Linked DNA regions of Zea mays: region 2 is linked to region 1. Evidence: chromatin contacts called from public Hi-C data. All regions are on one chromosome and are shown on one strand. Each heading gives the region's core, a stretch centred on a gene start, on an enhancer-like site or on the middle of the called end of the contact. The rest is flanking DNA. Distances are from core to core; before and after follow the strand shown. Region 1 holds the start of LOC100216563 (Ypt/Rab-GAP domain of gyp1p superfamily protein). Region 2 holds the start of LOC100284160 (mediator complex subunit 10 CG5057-PA).

The links. Hi-C and Micro-C count contacts between places; a contact is called where the count stands out from the background.
Region 2: a Hi-C map of ear shows a contact between it and region 1, with 2.6 times the contacts expected there. The contact joins the promoter of LOC100284160 here to the promoter of LOC100216563 in region 1. A contact is called at or near these places in 3 of 25 Hi-C or Micro-C datasets (ear, leaf and tassel) and 1 of 3 datasets of contacts at active chromatin or transcription factors (seedling).

The regions. Positions count from the first base shown.
Region 1 is chr2:201,294,634-201,301,644 of Zm-B73-REFERENCE-NAM-5.0, reverse strand. It overlaps LOC100216563 (Ypt/Rab-GAP domain of gyp1p superfamily protein), which reads right to left and starts at 2,117. Exons shown (of 5, transcript NM_001399099.1): 1 at 1,665-2,117; 2 at 602-737; 3 at 397-446. The coding sequence starts at 1,912.
Region 2 is chr2:201,440,646-201,447,936 of Zm-B73-REFERENCE-NAM-5.0, reverse strand. LOC100284160 (mediator complex subunit 10 CG5057-PA) reads right to left here and starts at 2,332. Exons shown (of 5, transcript NR_182039.1): 1 at 2,034-2,332; 2 at 1,798-1,858; 3 at 1,597-1,699; 4 at 200-289.

The DNA.
Region 1 (7,011 bases), core at 868-3,367:
TAAGTTATATTTCTCAAAAGGATAGTATTTAACTGTCAGCTTTAAACAGTTAAGGGTTTCTAAAAAGAAAAACCTGCCACACAAACAAGTACTTATCACCAAGAAATTTATGTATACAGAGTTCAAGTTTAACTTAGTTAAAAACAATTAGTAAATACCACTTATACAGCTAGTTTGGCATTACCAGTAGTGCATTGAGGCTCATAAAGACTGAACTGATACTGATTCATAGAAAGCAGTTATTAATCAACCTAGATTCAAATTTAAAAGGGAAAAAACGAGGGAATTGACACTAGGCCAATAACGGCATGCATATGTGTAATATAATATTATACTTGCACAAAAAACTAGCAGTTATAAATTTACAGGATGGGTAAAAGATATCAAGTAACTTACACTCCTAGTAAGAAGGGCCAAACTTCACTCCTAATGCTTGGCTCAATGCCCTGGTACAGAAAAAGAGGGGCATTTATGTCAGTAATAGAAGAGATATTGACATGATTGTGTATTTAACATTTTAACTACATAAAATGCATAGCCAACCGTGATTCAATCTATATCTGGATGATACGGATGGAAAATGAATAAACACAGTACTTACACCGCTGCGAACTTTCTTGAGAAACTTCTTCCCACCATCACGAAGCTTCCCATTTGCTGAAAACAGACTCTCCCACTGTTCACGAGAAAGTGCTCGTTTTCTTTTCCTTCGGGACCATGGAGATTTAATACCACCCCTGTAACATAAGGGCATAATTTTAGCAGATGGCATAACCAGTCATATAGACCAATAACAATAGTGTCAGCATATCAACTGAGAGATAAATGTGCAGTAACATGCTTTAGTGTTACGTGATGCACATACTGCATCCATTGGTCTATCTAAAGTTCAAGTCCTCATTATGACACCTTAAACAAGATTTGAACATACAGTAGTAAACTCAATACAGCATGTACAAGAAATAGACTGAGTTACAAAAAGAAAGAATTCACAGAATAGGTTGATTAGTTTATCAAATGAACTTAACACAGAAACACTTTTGTCTGGTTGCTTGTAAATAACTGGGCAACTGCTTGTGACAGTCTTATTGTCCCTGGATGAACTACTTGAAACAGGTTAGACATAAACAACCAAATAGAATATGCAAGTCTAACAATACGAACTAATGCTTCAGAAGACTGCGTAAGCCGTGATCTTACTCCCTAGAGGTGTCACTGATCGAGAAGTAAAGCCACATAGACCCTAATTAGATTCGGAAACACATAAGGGAAGCATCATGTCACTAAGGACACAACTGAAACTGAAGATAAACACACTCAAGTTACTAGTTTATGGCCTTGGCAACCGATTGATGAGACAGTGGATTCGCACATGCGTGGAAGTGCACTGAGCCATAGAGCCATCCATCCACGTAAACCTCTACTCTATCCTGTCACCTAAATCATTACTACACCAAGAGCACATAGAACACCCTAATTTGAGTAATTGAGTACCTAGGCTGCATCCAGACCACAGATTACAACACAGCAAGCTCGGTCAGGGTCCACGGATCGGAACCAGATCAGCAGCAGCCAAATGAAGCTCATGTAACAAGAACCGAATATGAGAGGCATTTCAAGCCCTAATGGAGCCTCCTTTCGCCCATCCGAAGGGAGAAACCCACCGATCCGAGTGCGGCGAGGACGACGCCGGCGAGGAAGAAGACGGGGCGGCGGCCGCAGCCGACACCACAGCCACCGCGCTCCCCGACGCAGCCGGCGCGGAGGACGACGAGGATGAGGACGAGGACGCGGCGGCGACGAGGAGCGACCGGATGTGGATCCACGATGAGGACGGCGGGGAGGACGCGGCCGTCGGCGAGGAGGAGGACGACGGGGAGGACGAGGTGCTGGATCGCCGCAGCGCCTTCATGTCCTTGTCACCCAACTACCCCGAAACCCCTCACACACCCACCCAGCAGCTGCACTCCGCTAGCGCCACCACTCCGCCGGGCCCCGCCTCCTTGCCGCCATCCCCCCGCCACCGCAGGATCTCGCCGCCGGCGTACGCCCCCCGCGCGCGCTGCTGGGCCACAGTACTGTCCGATTTGGTTTTTCTCTTTAAGCTTTTAGCAACGGGACACAGGGGAGAAAGTGTAGGGAGGGAGCATGTGACGCCAATTAAGACCCCAGCCGAGCCACAAGGAACGGAGAGAGAGTGCCGTGCGCGTTTGAAGGGCCCCTGTTCGGACCTGCCATGTGGGGTCTTTCTTGGCGTTGTCGCCGCGGGTCCCACAGGCCAGTGACGAGGGTAATTGATGATAGACCTGCCCCGTCCCGGCCGGGGTGTCTTTGCATTTGTAGGGCACTCAATGTTCCATCCAGCATTTAATACTGCGTTCCTGAAATTTTATACGGCTTTCAAGGACAACTTTTGGTGAAGTTTTAGTGATAATTTTTCGTGACCTTCTGTGCAAGTGCAACGACTACACAAGCGATTTTTTTTTCTACAGGCAACTGGTACCGTTTGGTTCACATATTTGTAACGTAATGGGTAAGTGATAACGTTAAATCATGTTTGTTTTAGTCCAACCGTAACCAGATATCATACTAAAAATTGATACCGGACTATTCAAACTTGTTACCGCCAGTAATCGAGTGTAAACCATTACCATTACCCTTTACGTTACATTTCGTGAAACAAACAGCACTTTTCTGATTCCGATTTTTTTTCGTGCTAGGAAAAAATACCAGGAAAATTCGTACGATCCCTAGGCATTTACTTATTACCCGCCTTATTATATTATCTTCACCTATTATATTATCCAAGAAAGGAGATATATTTTTTACCATTTCTACACACAGCGTAGGTAGACAAAGGGGGTGTTTGGTTTCTAGGGACTAATCTTTAGTCCCATCATTTTATTCTATTTTAGTCTATATATTGCTAAATATAGAAACTAAAATAAAATTTTAGTTTCTATATTTGGCAATTTTAGAACTAAAATGGAATAAAATATGGGACTAAAAATTAGTCCCTAAAAATCAAACACACCTAAAGTGTGAGGTTACTACCAAAGGTATGGGCGTAAACGGGACAGATTGACTTCCTAGACGACACATTTAGCTCGTGGAAAATCACATCTTGTCAATGCCTCGGATGTGCGCCACACAACCCGAAAACCTGTTGCTTTTGGGGAAAAAATACGAAAAACTTCTACGACGTTTTGAACTGGTCTGGTCGTCCGCTTCTTGAGGCGACATGGTTCTAAAACGTCACGCTGAAACGACCAGATAATAGTCCATAACGCATGCACAACTTATAGTAAGCTTTATGTTGAGGCTAAAGCTCAACGCCCCATCGCCCGAAAAATCACAATATCGAAGCGTTAAGGACTCGAGAGCGCGAAGGCCTAAAGAGCGATCAAGCTTCGAAGTGCACAAAGAGTTCGGGCGAAGACTCGAGCGCTCCTTTCGCCAGAACGGGCCAGAGTGAAGACCATCGAGCATTCCATTGGCAAAGAATCTAGACTGCGAAGACCTCGTGATGCGATCTACCGTCAATTGTAATAGGAGGCCATGTATAGTCGGCACACACTGTGAGATCTAGCTTGCAGGCCGCCACGCGGGTAGGGTTGTTAGTGGATCAGCCCGTGCTTGTAATTAATTACGTTGTAATGACCAGCTGTAACCCCCAAGGGAGAATATTTCAGGGATAACGTAGGTAACCGAGGGTACAATCGTCTTTGATGGGGCAGGGCCGACCCTCGGTTACCTATAAATACCCCCATACAACACCATTGTGAGGGACCGAAAAAACATTGTTGCTCTAATACTCTGTGTTAAACAACATCAAATTGTTTCCTATTCTCCCACTGTTTGAGCTTGGCTGACCGCGAGTTAGCGAGTTCCAACACTTTAATAGTCAAGATAATAGTCCATAACGCATGAATTGGTCGTTCTAAGAAAGTACATATTTAGGGAGATCATTCTATATCATATGATTCAAAATTGTGCTTTAAATCTATTCTTTTATAACCTTTAATCGTGTTGTCATCTGTCACCAAAAAGGAGATATTGAAAGGTCCCATGTGGATTTTGGTGTTTTGGGTGAGAACATAATTAAAAGACTAACTAAGGTGTTGAGTGTTGAACAGAAACTTAGTGAAAAGCTTCAAAGGTTCAACACAAGGTGATTGTGATGGTGCTTATAAGCAAGTCAAAGAAAAGGATGGACATTGACTAAGTGTGTCTCAATGTGCATGAGACAGTTCATTGAACTAAGGGCGGAGGCAAGAAGGACTTCGAGGTACTAAAAGCAAGGAAGAAGGACAAGAGGATTGAGGTGCCTAAAGCCAAGGAGAAGAAGAGGTTCTTGCAAGCGGTTAAGGTTAATCGAGTTGAGAAGAGACATGGTACATTGAAGAACACAACATATGGACATGATTTAAAGCCAACGAGGTAATTCATATGGTTTATGGTTTAAGTCATAAGGCTCAAGATACTAGCTCAAGTGGAGTCATGGTCACAACAAAGAGTAGAAGTATCAAAGTCAGAACATGAAAGGGCCCAAAGAGTTAAGTACATTGCGATTTGGAGTTTGGGTCACTCCTATGTTTGGAAATGTTTTTAGTGGCCATTGAAAGGTGTTGAAGCTCAAGATATGGCAAGAGTGATCAAGTCATGTGACTTGGAGCTTTGGAGTCCAACATCGACCTCAAATAGCCTCGGGGAAAGAATTTTACATCTTGTGATACGAAACTACAGGAATAAAAACCTAAGGTCACTAAGAAAATTTCCATGTTGGCTGAATTCTTGCAAAGGATAAGTATCTCCTTTCCTTTTTATTACAAGTCAAGTATTTTATCCTTGCAAGAGACTACTGTTAGTTTATTCTACACACCTCCAGGGGCTTGATCCCTACTTTAGAGTATTATAATTTTGACATTCTTTTTAAACTAAGTTGGTAAGCCCTTGGGGCAAACTTAATCAATGTTTATCTACAAGATCTTGAGCTAAATAGTCCAATAAAAGGTTCAAATGTAGTTCTATGGCATTGATCTTCTCTACCATGGCGGACCACTAAGTTTGGCTTGGTCTGCCCTTCACTCTACACTACTATCTAGCCAGAGTCCAATGGCCTGCATTGGTTTCCTTGCCTAATACTAGAGGCATTAAAAAGGTTCTGGAAGTACTTTAGAAAGTCTATGGCTAAGTATAAGCAAGGATGACCCTCGGGAGAAGGAAGTTTACCGTTATTCCTAAGATTATGTGTAGGAAGAATCCATGCTATATCACGAAGCGTTATGTCCCCCGTTTTTGAGGCTCTTGATGTCTAGGGACTGGGGGATGTCCCTTCGAGGCCCTTATGGTGCTAAGGGTATTGGATGCTCTATTGGATATGTCCCTTGATCCGAGTGCCAAAGGGACATTCCTTTGGAACCCTTGCGCTATTAAGGGCCCTAGATGTGTCACATACTTTATTAACTAAGGAAGATGGAAGCACCTCTTTGGGACATTCATACTCCCGAGGGCCTAATAACTCTGCAATGGTTCTAACGCTCTTTGCTCGAGGGCTGAAAACAACCTTTTGGGGCCCTTGCGCTGCTAAGGGCCCTAGACCAAAATAAACTTTCGTGACCCTTGTGTTGCTAAAGGCTCTAAGCCTATGCACCTAGCTACCTATAAGTGATCCTCGATGTCTATACATGAACTAAGGGACATAAGCCACTAGGTGAGAACACCTGGAGAGGGTGAATAGGTGATCCTGCGAAAAATACTTCAAACAACACAAATTTGGTCTAATAAAAATGTTAGTGAGAACTAAAACCAAGTTTGTATGAGAAGAGAAGAGAAACATAAACTCTTCACTTCATTGCTCTCTTAATATGAGTATTAAACTAGAAGCAATATCGCAAGTGAATATGAGCACTAAGGAAGACAACAATCACCATAAAGAAAGTAGACAAGTGACACGACGATTTTTTCCCGTGGTTCGACCAAATCCTACCTCCACATTGTGGTGACCTCCTTTGGTTGAGGGTTGCACTCAACCCCTCTCAAGTGATCCAAAGATCAAACTTGAGTGCCACGGTTATCTTCCTGATATCTCGATCATGTTTGTGAGAGATCTCCACAAGATTGGAGGCTCTCACGCCTTACACAAAGATTACAATCAAATTCAGAGTAAGGAAGGGAGTAAGAACATGCACACAAGAGCACAACTGAAAGTGCATTCATCCCTTTTGTGAGTTTTGGTGATTTGAATAACAACACATTTAAAGGTCTAACGAGTTTGCTAAGTGTTGAACAGGAAATTCAGTATGATGAACATACTTGAATAGTGTATAATGATCAGTGAACAAAGATTCAACACGAGGTTAAATAACCAATGAGACAATGCAAATGGATATAATATGATCTCTATATCGGTTTGAATATATGGACAAGACCTGAGAAATCACTACATACATATGATCAGAATAGAGGATGAAGTGATTAAGAGGATTGGTCAAGCCAAAGCAAATAAGATATGAGGAATCGTGAATTGGCTTGACCATATTACTATCAGTCCATATATGCTTCTATGAGAATCAAACTAGAGCTTGATTGATCTTAACGGTTATATCTAGAAGACAGTCAAGCAAGGTTCACAATATTGAAGAAATGATTCTCTCAATGGATGCTCAATATGATGTGACTCAAGAATGGCTTGATAGGGTGAAGATATCAAGGAAAGGGCTTCGAGGAACTAAGCGAAGGTGAAGGCCAAGCGACGGCTTGTGGACCGAGGTACCATGGCTAAGGTGAAGAAGAGAGTACTTGCACTAAGTCGATGAATTAATCAGCTATGAAGAGATATAACATGTTGATGCATCAGTATGGTGACTTGAAGCCATGATTTGAACTCATATATGGTGATACGGTACAAGTCACAGGGTTTGAGTTGTGTTTGCTTCAAAAGGTGAGACAAAGATGTTTGTGATCCTTATGAAGCAACGCCATGGAGAAATCACACAAGAGACACCAATT
Region 2 (7,291 bases), core at 1,083-3,582, 150 kb before region 1:
ACATGCCATCTTGGTGGTTTTTATCCCGTCATGGGTGCTGGCCATGCCATATATATAGGTTGGTTTTGTCCCTAAATTAAGCTAGAGATATCATTTTATCAACAATGACAAAAAAATTATTAGGCTCAATAAACAGGAAAGTATATATTGTTTGGATGCTATAAAAATATCAGACAAGATCAATCGTGTGTCCACTTACAGCAGCAGAAGTAGCACGTATCTCCCTGTATGCTTCTACGTCCTCAGGGAAAGCTTGTTCAAGCTCCTCAAGAAGATGCTTCCGTAGGCCCTGAAATAACCAACAAACAAAGAAACAAATTCATATTTTTTATAATCAGCTGCAACAAAAGTGAATTAACTCCAAGATCAAACACAGAAAAAATAGAGTTGCTAATTTAGTTATATATATATATTATGCAGTGTTCACATAAAACAGTGCCCGTGTGATCACCAGAAACTTCTCTGATCAACTACAAATGTTTGTACTTTGTATGACTGATAACCATAAGGCTAAACAAACAAGGACCTTGCAACCACATATGCCTTGCACAGTATCCATAAGAATTTCCATATATCTAAATCAGTGACTAGTAAACCAAGCTAATACAGTGCCAGCTACAGCATGAGCAGTACTGTCTACAGAAACTTTGAGGCATGCCTCACCTAAATTTAATTAGAGAAAATTATAGGAATTCATGAAAAAAGGCTGGATAACTGTAAAAAAATGATTATGGTTTTTAACAACTGACAGACTGCTTCTCTCCGCGGAAGGCAAAAGAGAGACAGGAAACCATAAAAAAAATCAGCGGGATCAAATAGGTGGTTCTAAGGCCCGTCTACAAATAAGATAAAGAAAGCCCTGTGCTTCTAAAATCCAAGAAACCATGACAGGGACACATATCAGTATTCCCTAAAACTTGTAATTTCTTATATCACAAGCAACTAAATTACATGAGCATGACTCCAGAGAAGAACAAAAATACACTTAGGCAGACAGGCAGTCTTAGTGATGCACATTACTCATTACAAGAAACATGGATTTCAAATAGCATGGAATAATCTAATCTTCCTTAATTGACAAAGAATTGTTGGTTGTAAAAAATGTAGACCCAGTACAGGAGGCTCCCACATGACTGGGGTCTGGGCAAGGGACAAACGAGTCAATCCTTCCACCCGCAAATGCGAAGAGACCACTTCGACCACGACCTGGTGACTCAATGAGACAGCTGTCACCACTGCACTAGGCCTGCCCTTCTAAGGCTATCCCACCAGTGAGGGTCTATCTCATCACCTATTTCAAACTCCACTCTATCTACAGTGTGTAGTTCCCAAACAAAGTTTTGCGCGCCCATTTACCACCACCGGTGAGGACGGCGTAAAGAATTGTAACTTGTAACAAAACAAAAACAAGTTAAAGAATCGTCATTAATGGAAAGTAAGACAGCAGAACAGTTTTGTGGCTCCACAGCTAACTCCTAGTTCAAAATTGTCTACATTGCATGCAAACGTGTGTCTATAATCCTAATTGTACCCAGAAGCTGCAGCTCCATGTCAACCAATCTCTGCAATGGTTGAGAGGATCCAATGCATCCATACCTTGAAAGCGTCAGTCTTGCCCTTGGTGATCTGGTTTTTGACGATGCAGCTGTTGAGCACGTCCCTAGTGAACTCGTCGGGGTTCTTCCCATCGTCGATCAAACTAACAACACACGAACCACAGGGCAAGAGCTAAAGATGGGCCGAATGACGAATGAAGCTATGAAATCAAGGACCTCACTTGACGACCTCCATAGGCACCTGGATGTTGCACCCCTCGGCGAGTTTCTGCATCGTGTCGAGCTCCGCCACAAGCGCATTCCTAAGCCACGACCCAGACAACAGTCAATAGCAACGCAAACCCTAAGTGCTAAAATTTACAGCCCCCCCCCCCCCTCCCCCCCAACCACACACACACACACACAGAGAGAGAGAGAAGCGTGAGGCAAAGCCGTAGGACAGGGAGGAACCGAATAGAATGATCTCGCGAAACTCACAGGCGCTGGAGGAGGGGGAGCTGGGAGGCAGAGTTGAAGGAGGAGACGGTGAGGTTGAGCTGGTGGAGCAGGCCCAGCGTCTTCTGGATGGAGCTCGTCACCTGCGCCAGGTTCTGCTTCGACGCGTCCTCCGGCCGCTCCCCTCCAGCCCCCGATGCTTGGACGCCGCCGTTCCCTGCCGCAGCGGCGGCGGCCGCAGTGGAAGGGTTCGCGACGGTGTTCTGCATGGTGATGCCGGATTCAGAAGAGAGGGGAAGGGAGGAAACTTTTTTCCATTTTGATTGAAACGGGGGGAGGTCGGAGAGAAAGGGAAAAAATTGCTATTTTGCCACCGTCGAAGGTTCGGGCCGGGCCGAACCATTCATAAATCATGAGTTGGCTAATGGGCTTGCTTGTCCAAAGTTTTTTCAATTGCTTTTCTTCCGATTTGAGGCCACATCACTTGGGAAGCTGCGCAAATTCGGCCCGATGCTGATTTTTCTACCCCTAGTGAGTGGTAAAGCGGGCTTGCATAGTTTGAGTCAATGTTGAATGTTGGGCTGAGGCGGCCGACTTCGATGAAGGCCAGCTTACAGCCATCGACGTTTCACTCCATTACTTAACGAAAAAAGTACATTTTATTTCACTGAATTATTGTTGTATCTGATTTTTTTTTCTCCTCAAACTTCACAAACTGACATATTTATTTCTTTAAAGTTAAAATCATTTATATTACATATTTTTTATTTTGCACCGCCTTTAAACATGTTTTAACGTATTTAATGAAAGAACTGGAAATTAATTAACATTTTTTTAATTCACATAAAATTTATGTGACCTTCTAAGTTTCGAAAAAGTATATAAAAATATACTAGGATATGGTGAACCTAATAAAAATAATTAGATCTAGTGAAAATGTGTCTAGAAGCTTGAAACAATCAAACAGCTAAATTTAGTCCTAGGGAAATAAAAAAAACCAAAAATCTAAAGGAAAATAAATAATTATAATTGATGCCTAAATGTGTTTTTTAAAAACACTACAAAAATATAAGATTCAACCATCATGAAGGTAACATGCATTAATGATATAAGCATTCATGTTGGTTGTGTGTTATCTTTTTATTATGAGAAGTTTTTGATACATGTTTAGGTGTCAGTTTGAATGTTTCTAATTTTATGTAGCTAAAGCCATTGTTTTAAGCTTTTTGTAGATGTTTTGACAAAATCTAAAAAAAAATTATTTTGATTTTTCTATCTCTAAGAATTTATTTTGGAACTTGTAGCGGCTTATACAAATCTTTGTGGTTTGATAGCGGACTCCTGAATCCTGACGATTGCGGTGGTGGAGGAGAAACTGAGGATCATGCACTGAGATCATCCTCGCGTATCGGTTTTACAGCAGAGACATACATACAAGTGAGGAGAGGGCGGGAGACAGGTTGATCCGATCTGAGGAGTACCTACCTGCCTGAGCTTAACAAAACCAGGTGAAGCCCATGCGCCAGCGGGCACCAGCACGTGAGCGATAGCCCGATAACGTGAGCCCATGCCATGATTTCACCGCTCGTGTCGTGTCAGTGTGCCGGAGGCTGGCTGAGAGACGTCCATCACTCCCCATCCCTCGGCTGCTCTGCTGGCCCGGCCGACCCCGACGCACGAACTGGTCACCAGCAGTCAGGGCTACTGGTCACGTACCCGACCGCCATGCCACTTCGTACAGTCGTACAGGCTGTACCACAGGGCCGGCCCGCGTCGTGTCATCGGCAAGCGGCCCAAAATAGGGCGCCCATCGGACGGACGCCGACTCGCAACGACCCGGCCGACCGACGTGATTGGTGTGCTCGTCGGTCTCACTCGTCGTACGTGTGCGTGCCGACGAAACAGTGCAGGGGGGGGACACCTCCGCGACCTCCCTCCCTCCCTCCCCTAGCTAAGCTAAGCTAGGCTAGGGCTAGCTAGCGTGGTCCGCCGTGGCATGGGCAGCTTGCTTGGTAATGGTACGTGCCGGCCGGCCATGACAAAGCGTTCAAGCAACCGTGGAGCTACCTGCAGCAGCGCACTGCTTTGCATGCTTGCTGCGTACCTACCGAGAACGACGACAGAGGCGCCGCGCCGACTGATCATCCGCGCGAGATCAGTCCAGTCCGGCGAAAGTAACTCCATTATTGTTACGATGCACAGACGATGGCGCGACCGTACCGCGTGGCACCATCGTCCCGTCGCGTCTGGCCAGGAGTGCAGCGGAGATCGTCGTCGAGCGCGCACTCGCCCCCGCCACCGCCAGTCGCCACTACTTTCTTCTACGACGCAGGATCGCTGGCCGGCCGGCGCAGGGAGCACCGAGGCGCGCGATTCGGGCGTCGATACTTCGCTCGCAACCCGATCGGATCCGCGGCTTTTTGCGCGCGCCCGCCCGTGGTTACAATAATTTTACCGGTCGTGCTGCGGTCGCATCGATCGATCGCCACCGTGCCGGATAGCGCAGAATCTACACGCAGATCGGCTCGTTCCTTGGTGGCCGGGCTCGAATGGGCTTCTCGCGCGCGCGCGCACGATGTCATGTCCGCTTCCGCCGTGACCTGGCCCGCGCCAGCCAGATGCTTCGGTTTGCCACCTGCTCTGCTGCCTGTACGTGGAGTGTGGACGTCACGCCACTGCACTGCATGAGAGGTGAACGCGCAACCAACGGAGTGGTGCTGGTGCGCGAGAACGAGAGATCGGAGAGACTGCCTGCCGCCCAGACGACACGGCTGACGTAAACGTCGTGAAGCGACGTCAGGTGGGCATGTAGCTTTTGACCGCGGTACATATATCGTGATTCCAAGAGTTATTTTTAAGTCACTTTTAAGTTAAATTTTATCTATATAGAAAAAACAACAAGATTTATAATATAAAAACTGGCGTCATTGGCATACCGTAAATTATACTATATTTTCGTATATGACTATTTATATTTTTTTTGTAAATTCCATCAAACATAAAAGAATTTGTTAAAGCAACTCTAGTATTGATGGAATATATCTATATCTATACCACTATATAATTTATTAGTTTAAACTTGCAAAATCCACTCAACCAAATCACTCTCACACCCGTAACCTCCACTAAATCCACCAAATAAATTGCACCCACACTTAACACGTCATAAAAAGCAAAGATTTAGATTGTTGAATAATACCCTCTTCCTTAACCAAAAGTCAAAATTCATCTTGTTCACAAAACTTATATATCACTCTTGTAGTTTATGAAACTACAAGACAAATGTATAAGGTTTGTGAATAATGTTAGAACCACCATGTTGGATGATTAAATAACCAAAAAACCAAAACAAGCCTTTTAGGTCTACAAAAGTTATAGATTTGTAGTTTGCAACCTTTTGATTTTAGGTTATCTTGTCAACAGAAGCTATGTCCAAATTTTTTAAAAAATCGATTTTGTAAAATAATCTCGGATGGAAAAAACCACAAAAATGATAGTTGTGGGTCTTAGTTATAAGACTTTATAGTTGATAACTTCTTTAATTGAAATCATATGGTCATGCAAAACTATAATTGAATTCAAAATTTGAATTTTCAAACGGTCTCGGATGGAAATATCACCAAAATGAAAGTTGAAGGACTCAAAAAGTTATGCAACTTTATATTGGACAACCTTTTAATTTGAAATAATATAGTCATGTAAAACTATATTTGAGTTCAAATTTCGAATTTTTCATACGGTCTCGGATGGAAAATCACCAATATGAAAGCTGTAGGTCTCAAAAATTATGTAACTTTATAGTTGGCAATGTTTTTTTTATTTAAAATCATCTTATCATATAAAATTATGTTTGATATTTTCAAGTTTAAAATTCATTTTTTGTAAACGATATTGGATAAAAAAACTAGTAGAATGAAAGTTGTAGGTCTAAAAGAGTTGTGCAGCTTTGCAGTTAACAACTTTTTCATTTGAATTCATTTATTGCATCAAATAATCACTTTACTCTCGGGTTGTTATAGTATGTGGGGAAAAAACGTAAGCTAAACACAAGTGCACATAGGGGTGAAGTGGTAGAGAAAGTTACGCATGTCGAATCTCACCGGCCGCAAAACAGGTGACCTTCATTCAAAAAATGGTGAAAAATAATAGGGCGACTGGTAGGCAATGATGCTGGTTGGGGGTTGTTTCTGTAATTTTTTTTTGGTTTTTGGGGTTTTGTGATTTCTTTGTTTCCCTAATTTTAAAAATATTATTTTTAGAATTTTTTCAATTCTTAATTTGCCGATTGTCAAAAAACACTCGACATAGAACTTTTTGTCGATAAGATGTTTGTCGAGTGTTATTTACCGATTTTAATACTCAGCAAAAGCTTTACCAAATACAAAATAGCTTTTTACCGAGTGTCTGGAACACTCGGCCAAAAAGACGAGTCTGGTAATGGGAAGAGGCTCGCTTGTCATAGTGTATTCTCTGAAGTGTGCCTCTCAAGTTAGATCTTTTGAACGCGTCTTGGTGACAACATTATCGTTCAAACCAAACAAATCTGATGATATCTCTCTCCTTAAAATGGGCGCTACTATGCTAGATTCCATGTGTTCACGTGGGGGTTAGGAGAAGGATAGCAAAGGATTGGTCGAGAGCAAAGAACATGTCTGGTGAAGATAAATCCGGTATCCACGCGATGGAGAAATTACCACAAGAGTCTAAGCTCAGTGACGACCATAAGCTGAAAAGTCAAGACGGTGATGACTAGCTGACTATAGTCCATATATATATATATATATATATATATATATATATATATATATATATATATATATATATATATATATATATATATATATATATATATATATATATATATATTTGTATTCCCCGTCGAAAAGGAGCTCCACTTCTTCCACCGGCCTGCGTCGCAATTCCGGCGGGTCTGCTGAATCAGGGTCGCCGTGTCGCGACGCGCGGCACACCGTGCTCGCCGCAAGGAGGCTCCTCGCGACAGCTTGTCGCAGCCAGCCACGTCGACGATGACCAACAATCAAGTTGCATTGTGGTGAATGGGGCCAGCGCGCGATCAGTTAAAAATAAACTGTGTGAGGCAGAGGCACTGTCAAGCGGATGTGACGGATGCACTGCCCCCCTGTCCAGTGCGTTGTCACAGCGTGTAGTACTCGGTGACGATGCTGGACCACGCAGCTAGCTGTCTCCTTCGCTACACACCGTCTGACGTCGGACTAAACTCCGGTTCTCGTCCGATTTCTATTTGTCCCCTGCTGCTGCTGGTTCTTATTTCGTAGTAT